Linked DNA regions of Mus musculus: region 1 is linked to region 2. The links are chromatin contacts, called in public promoter capture Hi-C maps. All regions are on one chromosome and are shown on one strand. Each heading gives the region's core, a stretch centred on a gene start, on an enhancer-like site or on the middle of the called end of the contact. The rest is flanking DNA. Distances are from core to core; before and after follow the strand shown.

The links. Promoter capture Hi-C pulls out the DNA fragments that hold promoters and counts their contacts.
Region 1: a contact with region 2 is called in a promoter capture Hi-C map of cranial neural crest. The contact joins the promoter of Chd8 here to the promoter of Ero1a in region 2. A contact is called at or near these places in 1 of 39 promoter capture datasets (cranial neural crest) and 1 of 484 Hi-C or Micro-C datasets (B cells).

What each region holds. Positions count from the first base shown.
Region 1 is chr14:52,256,247-52,262,983 of GRCm38.p6, forward strand. Chd8 (chromodomain helicase DNA binding protein 8) reads right to left here and starts at 1,514. Exons shown (of 38, transcript NM_201637.3): 1 at 1,432-1,514. It overlaps Rab2b (RAB2B, member RAS oncogene family), which reads right to left. Exons shown (of 8, transcript NM_172601.3): 8 at 5,513-6,737.
Region 2 is chr14:45,315,396-45,322,162 of GRCm38.p6, forward strand. Ero1a (endoplasmic reticulum oxidoreductase 1 alpha) reads right to left here and starts at 3,177. Exons shown (of 16, transcript NM_015774.3): 1 at 2,982-3,177. The coding sequence starts at 3,095.

The DNA of each region.
Region 1 (6,737 bases), core at 264-2,763, 6.9 Mb after region 2:
TGGTGGGATCCTTCATCTCAGAGCCCCCCCCCCCAGCCCCAAATGGCCAGCATTACTAAAAGATATGACACCCAAGGAAAAACAAGTTAACAAAAAAAAAAAAAAAAAAAAAAAGAAGAAGAAGTTGCCCACTTCCTGCCCTAAGAAATTGATTACAACTTGTGGAACCTGCAGGGTGACCATAAAAAGATATTTTTAGGCAGAAGACACTCTGTAATCAAAAAGACAATATCCCAGCAGGGGCCAGAGGTGCACGCCTTTAATCCAGGCAGAGGCAGGAAGATCTCAGTGAGTTAGAGGCCAACCTGGTCTACAAATGGAAAGCCAGATATCCTTTCAAAAGAAACAACAGCAACAACATAAGGGAAACATTCAAATTGCAAATCCATGTCCTAGAATCTGATGTGCCCCCCCAAAACGACCTCAGTTGGCACTAAGCCAGTCTCTGAGTTAACAAACTCAGAACAGAGATTCTGTGGACATCGATGTGATGGCAGAATGCAGCAAAATCGCTAAAGCAAGGTCCTCACTCGTGTCTGAGATGTCTCACTGTGTCTATCTTTTGAAAGAAAATTACGTAGCGTTTAAAATCCGACTTCTGGCTCACTTTGCTCACTCACTGCGAAGACTGGTTCACTACATACCTCCTCTGGGAAGCCTTTAACGACGTCAGGACTGCCCCTTAAAGAGGCGCTGCTGCGTATGCACAGCTGCAGCAATGGCAAGCCGACTAGAAACAGGTAAATTAAGACACAAAAAAACCAAAACAAATTTTAAATAATATTCGCCAAGAGGCAGTCCTCCTCTAGTGAAGAGTTTACATAATGTGTCAGAAAACCAAAGAGCTCTGCAGACCTGTCAAGGAAGACACAAGACTTGTGCTGTTCGTTTCCTCGTCACCTCTACTTTGCAACAGCCCCGCAGAAATTGGGAACATAATAAATCCGAACACGTTCACCTCAGGCTTCCCTACCCACATTTACTAAAAACATTAAAGATAAGAGAGGAGAGGGAAAAAGAATCCAGCCAAAACAAACTAAAACCCTGGCCTCGCACTTCTGACTCCAACGTATGGAGTAACCTAACCGAGCAGGGGAGTTTTTCTTCTTGGGAAAGGAGGAAGAAGAAAAAGGCAACTGTCTCGAATGTGCGCCTCGCCCAGCAGTGCCATGACAAGCTCCAAAACTCCACGCTGGCCCTAGCAGCTCCCTCGCGGCCCGTCCCAGCACGGCCCCGCGGCCCGTCCGGTCCCCAGCGCCTGCCTCTCACAAAGGAGAGTGGTTCAGCCCCGAGCATCCCGCACCTGATCACCGCTCGGCGCTGCACCCGCATGGGTGCGAGCGAGCGAGCAAGCGAGGACGTTGTTACCCCACCCACTACCCGCCCAGGCTCCGACGAGGCTTGGTGGAGCCGCGCGTGCCGCAGGCTTACCTGAGCCAGTCCTGCGGCTTCCTTCCCTGGGCAAGAGTTGCAACCCACCGTCCGGGAGAACAAGGCGCCTTCCGGCGGAGCACGGCCAGCCCTCGCCGCAAGCAAGCTTGCTAGTCCTCCATGCGCCTGGGCCCGCCCACCGCCCTCCATCTACCAATGGCGTGGCCGGAGCCGGGCGCCATCCAGGAAGTCTCCGAAGGCTGGGAGGGCCTGAGGCTGGGAAGGGTACGTAGGCAACCGCAGATATGCCTGCTTGGAAATCGGAGCGGGCGGCGGGCTGGCAGGCCAGGCCTCTGACCCCCGCCGCTGGGGGCGCTGCAAACCCGGACAGCACCTGCTACCTGTCTCGGGAGGCCATCTTGGGTCGACTGGCTTGGTGATCTCCCACGATTACGTATAGGAATGTGAAGGCCTTTTTGGAGTTCTGTTGGTCCGTTTTGGTCCAGCCCCTACATGCCCTCCTCTCATGTACTCAGGATGCCTGTCAGTCATGGGGAGGAACTCTGGAAAAACGTTGAACAAGACTGGAAACAAGCCCCACCACCTCTTAAACGTAGGAATGATGCTGGTTTATCAAAGAAGCCAACGATCAGTTTTTCTGAATGCCACTTCTAGGGTGATCCTTGACAAGCAGGATTATCAACACATAATCGACACGGGTTTTATAGCCATTCTACTTGCTTATCTATGCACGTTTCAGATTTTCCAGTATTAGAGTTTTGTTTGTTTTTTTGAGACAGGGTCTCAATATATCAGGCTGGCGTTAAACACAGAGATATGGTATTTGAGGCATGAGCTACCACGCCCTAGACCAGTGTTCCGATTTTAGCAACCCAAAATTCTGAGTCATTTAGTAATATCGGGAGTGAGGAATTTCACTTAAAAAGCAAAGGACCTTAAATTTACCAATAGTTCCAATTACTACGCACGAATACACACTGGGAAACAAGACTTATCAGAGGTACACTGACGGAGTCATTTATTCTGGAAAGAAGCAAAATTTCACCATAGGTCAAACTACACTGAGAAAGGTGTTCCTGCATTTTCTAAAGTTCTGCCGACTACATTTCCATACAAGAAGGGTTTTTTGGTTGTTGTTTGTTTGTTTAAATACCAGTATTAGAAAACTCGAGGAAGCCGGGCGTGGTGGTGCAGGCTTTTAATCCCAGCTCTCGAGAAGCAGAGGCAGGCGGATTTCTGATTTCGAAGCCAGCCTGGTCTACAAAGTGAGTTCCAGGACAGCCTGGGCTACACAGAGAAACCCTGTCTTGAACCAACCCCCCCCCCCCAAACAAACAAACAAACCTGAAGGAAGCTTGAGCAACACAGCAAAACCTGCAAAATTTGTTTTTAAAGAGATTTATTTATTTTTATAAACTTTGCTCTTGTCATTTTCCCTAAACAATATAATTTGTCAACTATTTGCACATCACCCGCACTGTTTTAGGTAGAATCAGAAATGATCGCAGTGTTGAGAACAACGTGTGTAGGTAGTTTGTAAATATACATCTCTGTTCCTGAGGGACTTTGGTGCCCACAGATTTTGTTATCCATGTGGTTTGGGGGGATCCTGGAACTAGACTATCATAGATGGAGAGACAACCATATTTGCTGTGCTACTTCCCTCTGGGGAAACTGAGGTATAGGGAGACCCGCTGACTCCTGGGGCTAACATGAAAGTAGAGGGTCCCTGAACATCAGGCCCAGGGTTCTGACTCATGTGCCTCAGTTTGCCCATAGATTTTCTTTTTCTTATTTTTAAGATTTATTTATTTATTATATGTAAGTACACTGTAGCTGTCTTCAGGCACCCCAGAAGAGGGCATCAGATCTCATTACAGATGGTTGTGAACCACCATGTGGTTGCTGGGATTTGAACTCAGGACCTTTGGAAGAGCAGTCAGTGCTCTTAACCACTGAGCCATCTCTCCAGCCCATTGTTGTTTTTAAAGATATATTTTTTAGATTTTAATGTGTGTGAGTGAGATTTATTAGCCGGGCGTGGTGGCCGCACGCCTTTAATTCCAGCACTCGTGAGACAGAGGCAGGCAGATTTCTGAGTTCGAGGCCAGCCTGGTCTACAAAGTGAGTTCCAGGACAGCCAGGGCTATACGGAGAAACCCTGTCTTAAAAAACCAAAAAAGAAAAAAAAAAAAAAGAGAGAGAGAGATTTATTGCAGGGCACGCCTTTAATCCTAGGATTTGGGAGGCAGATGCAGGCCGATCTCTGAGCTCTGATCTACAGAACTAGTTCCAGGACAGCCAGGAGTACACAAAGAAAACAGTTTTTCTATTATATTTTTAATTTTGTGTATATGTATGTGCATGAGCACTGGTTGGGCCAGAGAGCAGAGATGTGGGTTTCCCTTGGGACTGGAATTACAGTGGACATGTGTGGCAAGGAACTGAACTCTGGTCCTCTGCATGACCAGTTCATGCTCAGCTCCTAATCTATCTCTCTCACCCATCAAACATCGTTAAAATACACTTTTTAAAGAGACATTTCAATGATTAAAATAATTTTTCAAGCAGTAACATAATTGTGCCTATACCTTTAATTCCAGTAGTAGGGAGCCAGAGGCAGGTAGATCTCTGAGGTCAAGGACAGCCTGGTCTTCTATAAAGCAAGTTCCAGGACAGCCAGGCCTACACAGAGAAATCGTGTCTTGAAAAACAAAACAGCAGGCGGGGAGTGGTGGCGAATGCCTTTAATCCCAGCATTTGGAAGGCAGAGACAGGTGGATTTCTGAGTTTGAGGCCAGCCTGGTCTACAAAGTGAGTTCCAGGACAGCCCTAAAAAAAAAAAAGAAAGAAAGAAAGAAAGAAAGAAAGAAAGAAAGAAAGAAAGGAAGGAAGGAAGGAAGGAAGGAAGGAAGGAAGGAAGGAAGAAAGAAAGAAAGAAAGAAAGAAAGAAAGAAAGAAAGAAAGAAAGAAAGAAAGAAAGAAAAGACCAACAAAACCAAAGGGGAAGGGTGTTGTGTCAATATTTTATGAGGAGCTGTGACTATACTGAGCAAATTCTTCCCTAGCTCTAAATACCACTGTATAAATTTGTTAATGTGTTTATGTGTAAATGCACAGAGATATAATCCTAATTATTAATGGTTTCTATAATAAGAGACTATTATCCTTCTGGTTAGTTTCTGGTACAGAATATAAGACCCACCAACAAAGGAAGTCATTATAAGCATTGTGGGAGGGGCGTGTCTGGCCCAGTGGTTTCTGCTAGCTACACTGATGTGTTGCTATAAATGATATGATTTTCAGTGTTCATGATTTCAAAATATCGCATAATTACCATTCAGCACATTGGGGTGGGAGATGCTTTTGTATTAATTCATTATCACTTGACTCAGGTCATGAATTTATAATAAGCCACAGCTTTTTGTTTCTTTTCAAAACAAGAAAAATATCAAGTATGGAAGGTTATAAAATATAATACTAGGTGTGAGAATTAGGTTTTTACGTTCCAAAAAAAAAAAAAAAGTCAGGATGGTCACTTTCATCACTCCAAGAGTAACAGCCATAGGTAAAATACTATCTCTAATGCTTGTGAATTGCTAGAAAAATCTGAACAGTAAAGAACTTTTCAACAGAAACTATAGCATTGATGGGTGCATTGGCACATTCAGTACTCAGGAGGCTAACACAGGAAGATCAGGAGTTCTAGGATAGCCTAAGCTACCTCACCAGACTTAAAAAGAAAGGAAGAGAGAAAAGAAATGAGGGAGGGATGAAGGAAAAATGAAAAGAACTAAATTATATACTCAGTTTTGTGCCTGGTTAAAACAAAACAAAACAAAACAAAACAAAACAAACAAAGAAACAGGCTGAATATAAATTCAACAACCACTAAACCTTTGTGGAATGAGGTAGGGTTAAAATCCAAAGACCAGAAGCATAATCAGCTCAATGCCCAGATGACCTCTCATTTCCTATGGTACAATGTTAACTTTACTGCTACTATAAGGAACAGAATTCAGAATAAAACCAATTCTAAGAAGGAATTATCTTTGATGCAATATTCTAGGAGGATAGTATCCATTTACACTCAGGGTATAGTCAGAAATGACACATGAAATAAAAGTAGCTTGGATCATGCATATATTTAATAGTAAAACGGTCATTAACAATAAAAATTAGAAAATTTGGTGAGACCTCAGTGCTGTGAAAGAAAATGAGACAAGTAAAAAAGACAGCAAGTGTCCCAGGAGGTGATGCCAGGAGTCAGCAGAGGCAAACTGGGCTGACAGTTACAGAGTCTACGGAACGGGTAAAAACGTCCCTATGTATCTGAGTCTTGGAAGCAGGCATTCTTACTGTAGACTGCACAGAATGGAGGCAGTTACAGTGAGGCAGGACAGAAGAGCAATGAGAAATCAGGATAAGGAGATGGGGAAACCAGGATACAATTACATAGAGATGACTCTAAGGCCTTTTGTTTCTTCTAAACTCTTAAGTTTTAAAGCATGTCACTTAATTCCAGATGGTGAGTTGCAGAGTACAGTAAGGGAACGGTGGGATGGACTGGGATGACAGGTGCCTGCTCTCAGAGAGCTTACAGCCTATGTGAGACAGATGCTTCCCCCTCACCCACCCTGGGTTCACTACAAAACATTTATAACGTGAAACACATACAAATAAATATACATATGGATAACGTAGGAATGCTAAGAAGTACTGTGTTAACAACTTCGTAGGGCTCCCTAGGTCAGTCAGTGAGGGTTTCCTAAAGGAAAAGAGTGTCAGTATGATGGTAGTGGAGGGTCAGAGGGTAGAGTTTGTGCAAAGGTACAGAAGTTGGGATAAATATGTCATTTCAGTAACCAATTAGCTTGATTAGAGGAAATATCTAACAGAGCTGGTTAGAGAGAATAAACAGCCACCTGGGAGTCTGAAGCCTCAGGATCCCAAGTTCAAAGCCAGCCTCAGCAACCTGTCTGTAAACAAAAAGTGTAAGTAAGAGAAGGCTCCTGAGGGCACAGCTCAGGTTCAGCACTTCCTAAGCATGTTTAAGAACCTAGCTTAATCTCCAGGGCATGTGCACGGGCTCGCATGTGTGCCTGTGTGTGTGTGTGTGTGTGTGTGTGTGTGTGTAACAGTAGAGAGAGCAATTCGGTAAAAGAAAATGTAATGCTAGAACTGGTCCTTTAAGCAAAATGAACAACTTATGTTTTCTTAGGTAAGGGTGTGTGGCGACAGGTCCGGTACCCACTCCACTGCTTTCTACGTTCTGTAGTTAAGGAAAAGAACTAGCAATGAAAAAGGCCAGCAAGCCTTGCCTAAGCATGGCACTCTAGAGATGT
Region 2 (6,767 bases), core at 1,927-4,426:
CTCTGTGGCTGTTCTTGCAGCCTCCACATAGCTCACAACTATCTAACTCCAGTTCCAGAGGCTCCTGGCGCTCACATGGCACACATACATACAAGTAGGCAAAACACTCATAGACATAAAGCTAAAATTTTTTTTAATGATTTATAACATACAGTGAAAGATCATGTTAAAAGGACTCGAAACCAGCACAATCTATGTAGTACCTCAGCGAGCCCAAAGATTCATTACAGCCATCCCCCATCAAAAAGCCCAATCCCAGCAAGCTATGCCAACAAGCAGCTGGCTCAATTTTTCTAACATCTTACACTGAAATCTCCCGAACATCTGCTGAGCACCAATCAAATGCTAGGTTTGAAAACCATTTTTTAACTCAGTTTTGATCTCAACAAGCACTAGGGACTTGTTGCAATGACTTTCTAAGGTCAAACAGCCACCGACTGCTCTGACCCAGACAGCATCTATGAACTGAACCCCATTACAAACCAGATACCCATGTGACAACAGGAGGTAGGTGGTGATGAGGTAACCCAAGGCAAACATGGTAACAAAGACCCACAGCAGGAAGGAGAAAACAAAAACAACAACAACAACAACAACAAACTGACTATTTTGACTATTTCTGTCATTGGCTAGGCTATACTTTGGAAACAAGAAGCTCACTATGTAACCCAGGCTGACCAGAAGACCCTGATCAAGCTGTCTGCAGATGTTACACACAAACACCACTGCTCCAGGCTATCTTGCTATTACTCAAAGTTGACTCTGAAGAGGAAAACCAGAAACTTCCTTTAAAGAAAAAGTGGCTTAGATGGTTGTGGGACACACCTTTAAACCAAGCTCTCTGGAGGCAGAGGAGGAGCTCTGTAAGTTGGAGGCCACCTTGACCTACAGAGTGAGAATCCCTGTTTCGAAACTCTGAGGTTATTGCGGACTGAAGAGAGCTCAGTATGTAAGAGCAAGTACTGCTCTTCCACAGGACCTGAGCTCTATTCCCAGCACCCACATGGTGGCCCACGCTATAGTTCCGTGGGATCCAACAACCTCTTCTGGCCTACTCAGACACTTCACGGATGTGGGGTGCAGACATGCAGGCAAATACACATTAAATAAAAATAAATAAATCCAAAAAACAAATAAGAGCTGGGCTGGTGACCCTTGCTTCTAATCACAGTACTTAGGAGGCAGAGGCAGTGAAACCTCTGTCAGGGCAAGGACAGCCTAGACTACACAGTGATTTCCAGAACAGCCAGGGCTATGTTAAAAATGGCTAAAGATAGGCAGATAGACAGACAGACTGACAGATAGATGGATCGATTGATCTGAAGATATTTTGACAACAGCTAAAAAAAAAAAAACCAAAAAAAACCCCTTATTACTAACCAAGGGAAAATGCAAAAATAATTAAAAGTTCCTCAATTTTAAGTAAATATCCAAAAAGATTGGTTGTATAACAAAGTTGAAGAGTCAAACAGTATTTGAATACCATTACCCAGAGAACATACTTGAAAGTGTAACTCCTAGTATCTTTTCTCAACACTCTAGTTAAAAGCTTCCTATCTCAAGTGTTTAGATGTTGAAACTGTTTACCTTAAATTTGTAATCAATAGAAAAATGGCCTTTTTCTGGACTTCTAACAACTCACTTCTGCTCCAAAATTACTCAACAAAACAATAAAATCCAAAAGTTTAAAGCGATGAAACAGATAACACCCCTTCTTCCTGACACTCGAGTGCTTATCTTACAGTATCATATGCAGCATACACGTATTTCTGATCACAAATAATAAGACCCACGAGTGACCTGGCTGTCTATCCCTCCATTTTTTTATAGATGTAATTTCAGAAATCGAAGTCCACCAAAAAGGTGGCTATAAGAAGAGCCACTGCTTATAGGGCTATAAGAAAGCCAATGCTTGGTCATTTGCCTGAGGACCCGAGGTGGATCCCGGTGTCCCATGTGGTGGTTGGGGAGAGGTTCCTGCAAGCTGTGGACTAAAAGCACCCCCTACAATGCGTACATTCACAGGTACAATATACATACCCACAAAACAAACCTGTATTTTAAACATCGTAAAGAACAGTAATGAACAAGTCGAGGGGGAAAGGGTGCTGGCCAGCGCCAGGTGTGGTCGTGAACGTCTGTTTAACAATACAATTTACATATTAAGTATCTCAGTAATAAAATGATCTAATACACTTTTAAACAGAAGAAAGTCTGGGGAACCGCTAATATTCGAGAGTTCTTCCAGGCTTTACAAGAAAGCACTAAGAGACTAGCACATCGACTGAATATGATACTTCTGGGTATTTCCAAGCTGTTAGCATTTCCTTAAGACAGCAAAATGAAATTCACAGTTATTTCAATGCGCCTAGCCTAAACGGCCTCATACAAAATTTACAGGCTACACTAAGAAAATAAAATTCTTTGAATGTTTTGCTCACGGAACCCACATCTCCTACAGAAGTAAATAATCACAGCTCATAATCAAACTTGAATACAGAAGAGCTAGGGCCTACCTCGGATTCCGCAAAGGAAGTGTCAGTATACGAGAATAAGCTTCAGGGGCAAGGTGCACCATACACAGGCCGAGAAGTCACAGGACAACAACAGCCGCAAAGACACCAGGCAGTTAGATCAGGCCACCCAAAGAGCCCCTCAAGGTCATTCAACCTCTTGACAACGACAAGACCTAAAGAACAACTAGTCTCCCCAAGAGTCCATATCGGGAACAGAAAGGCTGGGGACGTCCCCGGCACCGCTCGCACGAGGTGCCCAGGTGCCGGGTCCATTCAGAACCCCCGGTCCTGTGGACACGGAGCAGCCAAGGCAGGATGCAAGGAAGCAGTGTGACAAGCTGGCCAGGCGCCCACGCCCATCGAAGGGTGCCCCGTCCCGGGGCGATCGGGAACGCGGTGCGGGCCGCGCATCAGGATCGCCGGCGCCCGGAGATGCGCAGCCCCTGGGCCGCCCGCGCGCCTCACCTGGCAGAAGCAGCGCTGTGCCGCTGTCTCCGGCCGCCGCTCCTCGCCGTGGCCCAAGCGCAGCAGCCACACGACGCCCAGGAGTCCAACGAGCAAGCCCCAGGCGCGGCCCATCGCCGCTCGCCGCCCACCGCCCTCTACCCGCGCCGCCGTGCTTGGCTCCCCGGCGCAGGCCGCGCGCCCGCTGAAGTAGCCTGCGCCGGCCCCGCCCCGCGCTCCGCCCTGCGCCCTCCGCGCTCCCGCCTCCCCTGCGGACGTGCAGCGGCGCGCGCCTCTGTCCACGCGAGCCTCGGGCGGCCGCCTTCCTGCGCGCCCCGCTCACGCACCCGCCTCCGGTACACCTGGCCTGCAGCTCGTCCGGCGCAAAGACGCGGTCCTTCCGGGGTCGGGGTATCCCCCGAGCCACACTGCCCGGGGCCTGCGCCGTCCTGCCCGCCCCGCCCCGGAGCTCACGCCAGCCAGCCCATCCTTTCTCAACACTAGGAAATCCCGAGCCTGGGTTACGTGTCCGCCGTGCTCTGGCTGCCTAAGCCTTTTAAAAGGATGTTGGAGTTCATCTCGGGGAGCACGGCCGTACACACGATTCAGTGGCTTTCTAGTTTTTCCCTTCCTACATCCTACAAAGGGAACAGGTGAAATTGGTTTCCAAAGGGCTGTGCACCGCGGCTTACACCTATAATCCAACACTCCAGAGACTGTGGCAAGAGGATTGCTCAATGTCAAAGACAGCTTGAGCTACATACTTCCTGCCCTATAGAGTTAGGCTCTATTTTATAAATAAATGTTTAAATATAATAATAAAAACATGTTTTTATTAAACTAGCATAGAGAAGATATTAGCTCAATGTGTAGTCCCGATTTGTTCATAAAAAATTGACTCCTTTTTTGCTGTATTTTATGCGAATTAGGCATATTTCACAAGCTAGAGAGCAATGTGGTAAAGACTATTCAATCTCTCGTTTCATAAGTGGAAATGGGGAAAGCTGTTGCTAAGAACTGGAGTCAGGCAGTGAGAAGCCTTGCTTAGCCTGTTATCTATAGCATGCACTGTACACAGAGTAAGATAATATGGCCTTATAAGCTAATATTGTCTTCACGATAGCTATATTCCAGCTCATACTTACCTTTTCTAGAACCAGATCATAGTGTCTCTGTTACAGGTGTTTTTGCTGGTGTTCTTTTCACACTGTTCCAGATTAAAAGCAAGTTTCCATTCAATTCACTTTGCAATGCCGAGCTTGGCCTTGGAAGTACACAGGTGCATCGGCTCCATAAAACTGACAATGTCGTCAGTTTTCTTGGCTTCGTTGTCTCGTTTAGCTTGGGGTAGTGCATTTTTATTTTGATGAAGGGTCTCACTGTGTATTCCTGACTGGTCTGGAACTTACACTGTGGACCACGCTGGCCTCGAACAGGCAGAAATCAATTCACCTCTGCCTCCCTAGACCTGAGATTAAACACCTGTTGCCACCACAACCAGTCTTCCAGTCTTATTTTTAGTTCACTAATAATTGTGTGTAAGATATGTTTTCAATCCATATGTACATTGTAGGAAGACTCAATCACACTAATATATCCATCACCTCACCAGCTTGACTTTTTCTTACAAGAATGTTTAAAAAAATAAGTCTATTAGTATCTTCAGTCTATTAGTAGCTTCCAAGTACACGGTATATAAACCACAGCCTCCATGCAATACCATGGGTCAACGAAACTTACTTTTCCAGTCTAACTGTACCTTTGTGCCCTTGGACCAACTTTCCTCTCTCCAACCTTCTCTGGTTACCACTTTTCTACAGATTCTATGAGACTGGCTTTTTAAATTTCACACAAATGAGATCACACAGCACTTCTCTCTCTGCTCTTGGCTTCATTCCACTTAGCATGGTGTTCTGCAGTTACAGCTGTGTTCCAGGTCACCGCATGCCCTTCTTTATAAGTCTACACAGTACTCTGTGTCAGGGTACACACACTCAGGGTGTGCTTCCTTATTTGTTCATCCACTGATGGATGCTTAGTGTGCTCCTCGTGCTGAGCCACACCGAGACCTCCTCAGACCCCTTGGAATATAAAAAAGATGAGTGGCTAGGCTTGGTGGCTCATAGTGTAGTTAGTCCCAGCACACGTTTAGGGACAGCCTGGTCTACATATAGAGTTCAGGACTATATAACAAGTTCCTATCTTGAAAAAAAAAAAACGACAACAAACCCACTAGGCAAACAACACTACCTGGCTAATAAAGCTGGGCATAGTGGTATAGTGTAACTCCAACAGAGGCAGGCAGATCTCTGTGTTTTCCAGGACAGCCTGGGTCTATGTGCAGTGAGTTCCAGGACAGCCAGAGCTACCCAGTAAGAACCAGCTAGAAAAACAAACAAACAAAGACTAAGACAGGGGGATCATCATGAGTTTGAATCCAGTTGGGGCTACATAGCAAGACCTTGTCTTAATAAGAATTTAGAAAAAAATTATGGACATCATATTTGGGAAATAGCAGAGATTCCACAAGAAACTAAATATAGAGTTACCAGCCTGGTCATTTCCATAAATATCATTGTGTGAACATCTGAGCTAGTTGAAATGTGTATACTGTATGGATACTTGCCCTCTCCACAGTCAATATTTGTATGACATCTGTGGTAACATTTTCTTCCTTGTATTTCTACCACTGCATTGCAAACTTTTAAAACCGCTTAAACATGGCCTCCATCCTGAACATACCTTAGACTCCCAGGTTTTTGTTTGGGAATGAATAGCTTTTCTTATGACTAAGCACTCTTATCATCACAACTGAGAGACAAAGCAAAGGAAGAGAAATACTGAGTGAGTAAAGTAGAAGCTTTCTGAAGCAAGCTTGGTGCAGCTTAAGATGCTACACTGATGCAAGAGCCTGTAACCTGAGTGAACTGGTAAGTGCCAGCTTTCCCTAGAGTTCCCAAAAGACCTTTCGTTCAGTCTTCTGAGTGAGATTTCTTCTTCAATATGCCTTCCTAGGACATATTTCATGTCATTCAGTAACAATTTCAAGAGTCCCAGGGGATACGAAGTTCAGTCCTTGATTCTGAAAGCCCAGCCTCCTGTTACAGCTTTGTTCAGCAACATTAAATTGTTGGGAGATGAACTAGATCACAAGTTTGTTATTCTAATACTAGAACAACATCATGACAGACTTGATGCACACAGAATTTCTTGACAGAATGCTGACTGCTATGTAAATAGCAGCTATTATTATTAATTTTTTTAATGAGCAAAGCAGGAAGGGCCTTGCACCAGTTTCTCAAAAGGGGACGTGAAGGCGTCTACAGGAAACTTGGCACCTAAACAATTTCCAGCATTAAACAGACAAGAAAGAAAGAATTTAAAGGAAAAGATGTAGTCACGGAAGAATGACTAAGCAAAACTTTAAAGGCTTGGTGCCACATGATTAGACCCCGTTATCTAATCTTTACTGAGTACAAATGTCACATTGTCAGACCTTCCTTGACATATGATCAGAACTATCTGAGGTGGGAAGGAAGACACAGCCACTTAAGCTGTCTTTATGTACAGTTCCTGTGTAAGCAAGCTACGTATTATTGTCCCTGACTTCACTTCTTCATTTCCCATTCCTGCCTCAACCCACAGTCTATCTGGTTTCCAGGTTACCAGCCCTCCTACGCCTCTTTAAATGGTGTATCATACTAAATTCAGTGACCATTTTCCAGGAGGTACACGCTACACTGGAAAAGGCGGAGTCCTCTCTCTCTAAAATCAGTGTGAGGTGTAGAAGACATGTCAGGGTCTCTT